Linked DNA regions of Astyanax mexicanus: region 2 is linked to region 1. Evidence: chromatin contacts called from public Hi-C data. All regions are on one chromosome and are shown on one strand. The core of a region is the stretch at or near the end of the contact, and the rest is flanking DNA. Distances in the headings are between cores, read along the strand shown. Region 1 holds the start of ptenb (phosphatase and tensin homolog B). Region 2 holds the start of rnls (renalase, FAD-dependent amine oxidase).

Region 1 (3,665 bases), core at 826-3,325:
TTTTTACACTGACTTCCATTAAAAGTTTATAGGTTTTTTTCTCACTCCTGTAAAGTTGCTCTTTTGGAGATACTTGTTTTTCATTGGACAGCAATGATATAGTATGACATTCGGTCACCCCTAGTAGTGATACAAGACACAAACAGCTCAGCATTATGTACAGGACATCCTGCAGCCACGTGTTGCTGCTGATGCCAGGGCTTTTGACATTTTTCAGCAGAATAATCCTCGTCCACACACAGCTGTATCAGCTACATACCGTAATCCCTTCACTCCAATACTGTAATAACTTACACATCATCATTATATTCATATATAAAACATGTCCATTGACTCTTTCTTGGTTGTGGATATGAAGGACCTTATTGGTTGGTTGTGGATAAGAAGTCTTGTTGTACGAGCATACAGTGTTTAGTAGAGCGACACAAAAGGAATTAGGGTGAAAAGGCAGTGTCCTGCCTTTGGCTGTTAGGTGGAGGAGGTTACTATGTAACCCCAGATTTTAGGTGCAGTATTTATCATCTCCCTGTATTATGTTACTTAGTAAGTTATTTTCTGTTAATTAATTACATGAAAAAACATTACTCTATCACAGTTTATTAGTTTAGAAGTATAAAATAAATGACAGAGACATTTCTGTTAGTCTAAATAATCCAGACAGTTTAAATCAGGGGTCACCAACATGGTGCCCGCGGGCACCAGGTAGCCCGCAAGGACCTTATGAGTAGCCCGCAGGCCTGGTCTAAAAATAGCATTTTTGTTGCTATTCTTTTTTTTTTTAAATCACAGTTGCATTGATGTAATTTTAGATTATATTACATTAATATTAGCTTAGAGATAGCCTATAGTTTATATATTATTATACAATATAATGTAATATAATATGTAATATTATATTAAAATATAATATAAAATGTAAACACTTGCAGAGATTTATAATAATAGTGTTGCCTATTGATATCTGTGTCTTCACATAGATGAATGTCATTAATTATTAATAATAACATATAATTAAAGGTAAATTGAGAAAATTTGTAATTTCACGAGTGTGTATCAAACTGGTAGCCCTTCGCATTAATTGGTACCCAAGAAGTAGCTCTCAGGTTCAAAAAGGTTGGTGACCCCTGGTTTAAATGATAGTATACAGTATGGGCAAGCAGCAGGTTTTTATGTAAGAGGATCACATTATGCTGACAGATGGCGCTAAAGAACAAAGATTTGTTATTTTAAAAGGCTGGAACCATAGTACCTCTGTCCCGCCCCGTGGGCCAAAATGAACATTTAGTACCCATGACAGAGAGCTCAGGACACTAGGTACATTCACAAATCCCACCTGACAGCCACAGTTAATGATGAAAACGACCCTCATACGAACTGTAACCGTGAGACAGACTTCTATTTTTTTTTCCTGAGACGCCTTGGTAGCAGCTTTATACTCGGCTCGGCCTCACTTTTCTGCTTGCGTAAGCATTTCAGTAATTTCCTGCCCACTGTTGCGGGATTGTCTAGCAGAAGGGGGCAACTAGACTTTCTGAGATTTTTTACACCCCCCTCCCCACCCCCTATTTAGTGAAAAACCTTACAGTGGCGTCCTGGGGGTCTTTAGGTCAGAGTTTGCGCTGTGAGAGCCCTCCAATAACACTAGCAACCACGAAACATCTCATTAGAAACACACGAAAAGAGACAAATATATGACAAAGTAATGTGATGTAAAAATACAGGACACTTCCCTCATTTCTGGAGACACGTGACTCAACACTGGAACAAAAATCAGTGGTTCGCGTGTGTGGTACGTGTATGTGTGTGCGCGTCTCCCTCCGCCAACGGCAGTGACGGTTGGGGGGGTTAGTTAATTAATTAAAAGGAAAAAAGCGCGACAGCTCCAGTAACATTGTGGGATTTTTGTTTGTGGTTTGAAGTGTGTTGAGGGCACAAGCATGAGTTATTTTAATAGATATTTTACTTATACGAGCTATGTCTATAAGCGCGCGCCATCAGCTAGTTCTAGGACTAGTTCGTGTTGCGGAGGAATACCTCTTTCGAACTGCTTGAGCGTTAAGGCATTTTTTTCTATTGGAAGCCATGATGGAAGTTGAGCAGGAGAGTTTAACGGCGAAGCGGAGCGTCACACACACCGACAGACCGACCAACCGCCTCTTGTAGCTAAATTACAAACTAACTCCTCTCACTAGGCTCTTTTTAATACTATGGTGGAGGCTGTCAGGATTTTCTTCATGCTTTGGAATAATTCACACGACGCGGACGTTTGAATTTCGCCCCCTTTTATTTGTATTTTCTTCGTTTTAGAAAGATGTTCGTACGCGCTAGCTGGCTAGTTAGCTCTCCGGCTAGCAATTCGTTAACTGGAGCTTCGCAGACGGAGAGCCCGAGTGTGTGAGAGTGTGTTTGAGTGAGAGAGAGATAGAGAGAGAGAGAGAGAGAGAGAGTGAGAGTGTGTGTGTGTGTGTGTCTGTCACTGTTAACTTAGGTTATCTAGCTAGTATATTCTGGCTTGGAGACGTCGGAGAGGACCCTCTCCGCCTTTTCGGCACCAATCACGGCGACTGCGGCGGACCCAGAGACTTGGCGAGCCTTAGCGACACCACCGAGACGCGGAGGAGGACCGTCTGTCTGTCCGCCTGGAGGGTTTTTGGCCTCTCGGTGGGCTTTGGGGAGCCGGGGCCGGGCCTGCTGTGGCCTTCACCTTTACAAGCGAGCGGCAGACTGCTCACGGCCGCTAGCTAGCAGGTAAAGACCTGGCCAGGGTCGTCCATAGGACTTCTACAAAACCGTGGAGAGAGGATACGATAGACGAGGCGGCGGCGGCGGTGGCGGCAGCGGCTGCATTGCGCCCGGAGGCAACGATACTCTCGCTTACCCTAAAAACCATAAAGACTCCTTTCACAGCTATGGCTACGATCATACAGAAGATGGTCAGCCGAAACAAAAGGAGATACCAGGAGGATGGCTTCGACTTGGACTTGACATGTATCCTCTTCTAGCTTGCTGTTTTATTTGTTGGGGCTGCGTTTGGGAAGGAGGGGGTTTTGTAAGCTACAGCTTGCTACTGCTGTTAGCTAGCTAACACGGTTTGTCCTCAGTCCAAAGTGACCAGTTAGCTAGCTTGCTTACTGGATAGGTTAGCCAATGCTAGCTAGTCCAGTGCAGCATCGCTGCTTGTAACTGTTACGTTAGTGGCGGAGGATTTTAGCCAACGCTAGCTCGCTAGCGTAACGTTATAATGAACCCATTTTGTAATTTAACATATTAGTTACCTAGCTAATGTAGGTTACGTTAGTTGACTAGTATTGGCGTTGACATTGTTAACTAGCTAACATATCTAGTTAGCTATTTGGCTGTTCGCTAATTAATCCGCCAGCGTTAGTCATGCTCTAGTATCTTGGCTAGCTTGCTATTATATCTAACTGGGTTTCCTTTTGCAGACTAGCTAAATCCCGAGGGTCGTCATCTGCATAGATGGGTTAGGTAGCTGACTACCTAACTTAGCTATCTAACTAAGTTTGTAGAAATGCATATTTACGCGGAGTCTCTTTTTATCCCCCAATTAAATTCAAACTAAGATGTTTTGTTCAGTGCCAGCTTTACAGGCTAGGGTTAACGCTAGCTAACCTAGCTAGCTCCACTGACTCCAGTGTCAAGCTTTT
Region 2 (3,665 bases), core at 561-3,060, 150 kb after region 1:
AGTGGTGCTCATTTCTGGTCCTGGAGCACCCACCTCCCACCAAATCTCCAGGACCAGGAATAAGCACCTTATGTTATATATCAATGACCTCCTTTTTGAAAATTAATTAAAAAACAGTAAAACTGTGTTTCTGGTTCTTCATTTCGCATCTTTTCAGTGTTCTCCTTCTGCAGATGATCTATTTTTTTGTTAGGTAATTTGAAAAAAGTAACTATTGTTCTACTCAACAAAATAAATAATTGTACTTTTTATAATATTCTACCTTTTTTTCAAGTTTCCGTTTAGCTTGAAGTAAATGTCAGAAGAGCCGAGCCATTTCAAAACAATTTTTCTTAGCTTTCAGACTTATTTTTATACCCATACTTTTTTTTACCCATTTTTTGATTCTACAATATTATAATGTTTATCTATCAATATTGCAAATGTTTACTTTTCTCATTTTAGTGCATCCCTACTTAAAATCAAGCCTTATTAAAATACCCATCTTTTACTTAGTAATTAATGCCCTTAAAATGTTTTTCACAGACAAATATGTAAATATGCTATATATTACATTAACAAATAAACAAACTTTTTCGCATTTTTGGCCAAAAATGTATTTCTAGTTCATGATCTAATGTAAAAGTCATCGCTAAAGAAAAACTATTTTCCATCTAAAACATTATATATAAACATTCATACATTTACTGTTTTTTGGGGCCTTGGAACAAAGCTCTTCAGTATCACCACCTCCCTGCCCTTAAACAGGTACATAAACTTGAACATCCCACCACCTAATCTCCTAATTCTTTTGTCTGCTTCAAACCATTTTGATCAATGACTTCTTGTTTGAATACACCTCTTCAATTTCAAACCCTGTACTGTTTCCTCTAATCTCTCACATCACCCTTAATCAAATCTCAATGAAACACTTAAAACAACAGATCAGCAAAACATCAACAGCGTTGATGATCAGATTAAAAGCATTCATCACTGAAGCTCTACCTGTAGTTGATTAACCAACACAAATCGTCATAAAATAGTTTTTTTTTCACTTAACTTTAACTAAGTAAATACAAACAAAATGCTATGTAAACAAATCATCAGAAGACATGAATAGACACACATCTTGCATGAAAACTGTGATTAAAACCAGGGTTATTCCACCAAATACTGAAAAAATATCTTGAAAATGAGTGAATGAGCAAAACAACAGAAAATGTTTATGGAAAAAAACATTTCTTTGGGTAGTGCTTGCTAAAAGTTACAATATCCTGCATGTAAATCTCGGTCACTTCAGGCATTACTCTGGCCCACTAATCAGCTCTAGATATGGATCAGCTGGTTGACCTTTGCCATGTAATGAAGTAGCTAGATAACTAGCTAGCTAGTTAGCTAGCAAGTTAGTTAGACAGCAGACTCTGAACTTATTCAGAATATCCTCGCGAGTAACAGTTGCAGCTGCAGCTTTGTTACCAGAGGTCTGCATAAAGCACACGGTGGTTATTTGGTCATTTTAATGCAGCTAAAAGTCAATAAACTAAGTGAAGGGTAGGTTAAGGCTGACCTGCTCCCCGGGACTTCTCCCACACCACTATCTGTACCCTGTCTGCCAGCTCCCGCCGCAGCAGACAGGCACACAGACTGCCCGTGAGTCCAGCCCCGACTATAAGCACCCGTGACATCTTCTAAAACTATTAAAAGACGTTAAAACGTCTATGTATGTTTAACGTGAAGCTGCGGCTCTGTAGCGGCTATAAAACTGGCGCCTGCCCTTTTAAAGAGACAGCAACGACTTCTCGCTGTTGGCCAAAAAAAACTCTCTCAGAGTTCACCAGCGTAGTCTATTACAGTGACAAGCGTAGTCTATTACAGTGCCGTAAGCGAAGCCTGTATCCCAAACCGCACACTACTACACTAGGAAGTGTGTTAAAAACGGTCTTTTTCTTACCACTAGAACTGCCCTCATTAGTGTTAGATCTGAAATATAGAGCTTTGTGGATTGAAACGCGCCCGCACTGTAGGTTTACGGAACACCGCATTAATGTACTAAATAAAAGATTTTACATTTTAATTTATTAAACATTTTAAATATAAAACAGGGCTTATACATCAAACAAATTAATTATTATTTAGGATATATATTACAGATTTTAATTCATGTTTATTTTTTATATAATACACGCTTTGCATTATAAGTTCATAAGTTGATTATATGGAAAATGTTACGAAGAATAGATTATGAAACATGTTTCATAATTAACTGGAATCCCTAATTAGTTTGGGAGTTTAAATTTATATTTAAAAAATATCTGAAATATTATATTTTAATATAACATAATTTAAAGGCTAATAATAAAAAAATAAAGCGATTGTCAAGTCCTGAAACATACAGTACGTGTTTTTATAATGAACTGAAATTCAAAATTACATTTTTTTTAATGACCTGAAATATTATATTTTTAAATGATTGACAACTTGAATGAATAAAAAAAACAAAGCAATTATTAAACACAGATAGAGAGAATTTATGTATTTGCATTACATGCACATCACATCATCATTATCACACATAAATATCCATCCTCTGATGTTATTTATTAAGTGATGGGATGTGTCTATGTTGTAACACCCCCACACTCCCCTTTTTCTCTGAACCCCTCCGAACAGTTGTGGGCGGGGTTTGCGGAGGAGGGGGCGGAGAGATGGTCATCACGTGTCACATTCTTGCAGGACTTTGTTGCTAAGCGGGTTGTCAAAGGGAGGTGAAGGTAAGCGCTGTGCTAATTCTCTATTTCTGTAGTAATTTATCTAATTTAAAAGTAGACATTTATTTTAAACGTATTGTACATAATCAGGCTAGTTTAACGCTTAGATTAAGGAGATTGCTGCTCTTTAGCTCTTTGCCTTGCTTTTAGCATAGGGTGACATAAGGGTGACTTAAGTTGTGTCTTGTTCGGTCGGTGGTAACGCTGTTATTAACGTTAGAGTAGTTAACTGTTAATTATAATTCACCATATGAATTATTGATCAGATTCATGTGTTTAGAGGGCATTAAGCAACTAGGGAACAGTCAGATCCGATAAGAAAGTGTGCAGGAATTATTTGGTTGTATCTACATTTCTTTGTTTTAGTTCAGACAGCAGGCAATGAGACTTTTGTTTCTTAACAAAAGCTAAAGTGTAGCCTTTCACACCATCATCCCCCATCCCCAGCCTGCTTCACCCAGTGCCCAGTAATGTCTGTGAACTTTCCCATAATCAAGTGACTACAGAGCTGTCATGCTAGAGGAGTGGAGGTTGTGGTTAAAGTTAGCCCATTCCAGAAGCCAGTTTTCTATGTGACCAATAGAAATACAGTACCAGTCAAAAGTTGGAACATTCTCATTCAATGTTTTTCTTTATTTCCTTTTTTTAAACATATCTTTATCACATTTTCAAAATGACAGAAGAAATTGAAGCACCAACATCACACACAAAAAGGAAAAAAAAAATAATAATATATATATATATATATAATAAGGGTACGAAATGTTCTTAGTTCTCTCATTGTAGAATTGGTACACCTTAGCCATGTCCTGTTCTTTTTTTAATTATTTTATTTATTTTCTACATTGTAGATTACTATTAGAGACATAAAAACAATTAATGGAAATATACAGGATAAAATATAAAAAAAAATTGTGA

Evidence for each region. A called contact is a pair of places that touch in the nucleus more often than the background predicts.
Region 2: a contact with region 1 is called in a Hi-C map of muscle, with 6 times the contacts expected there. The contact joins the promoter of rnls here to the promoter of ptenb in region 1. A contact is called at or near these places in 2 of 3 Hi-C or Micro-C datasets (both in muscle).

What each region holds. Positions count from the first base shown.
Region 1 is chr15:25,334,823-25,338,487 of AstMex3_surface, forward strand. ptenb (phosphatase and tensin homolog B) reads left to right here and starts at 2,076. Exons shown (of 9, transcript XM_007251161.3): 1 at 2,076-2,988. The coding sequence starts at 2,910.
Region 2 is chr15:25,481,491-25,485,155 of AstMex3_surface, forward strand. It overlaps rnls (renalase, FAD-dependent amine oxidase), which reads right to left and starts at 1,811. Exons shown (of 8, transcript XM_007251153.4): 1 at 1,547-1,811. The coding sequence starts at 1,664. It overlaps lipf (lipase, gastric), which reads left to right and starts at 2,650. Exons shown (of 10, transcript XM_022664792.2): 1 at 2,650-2,750.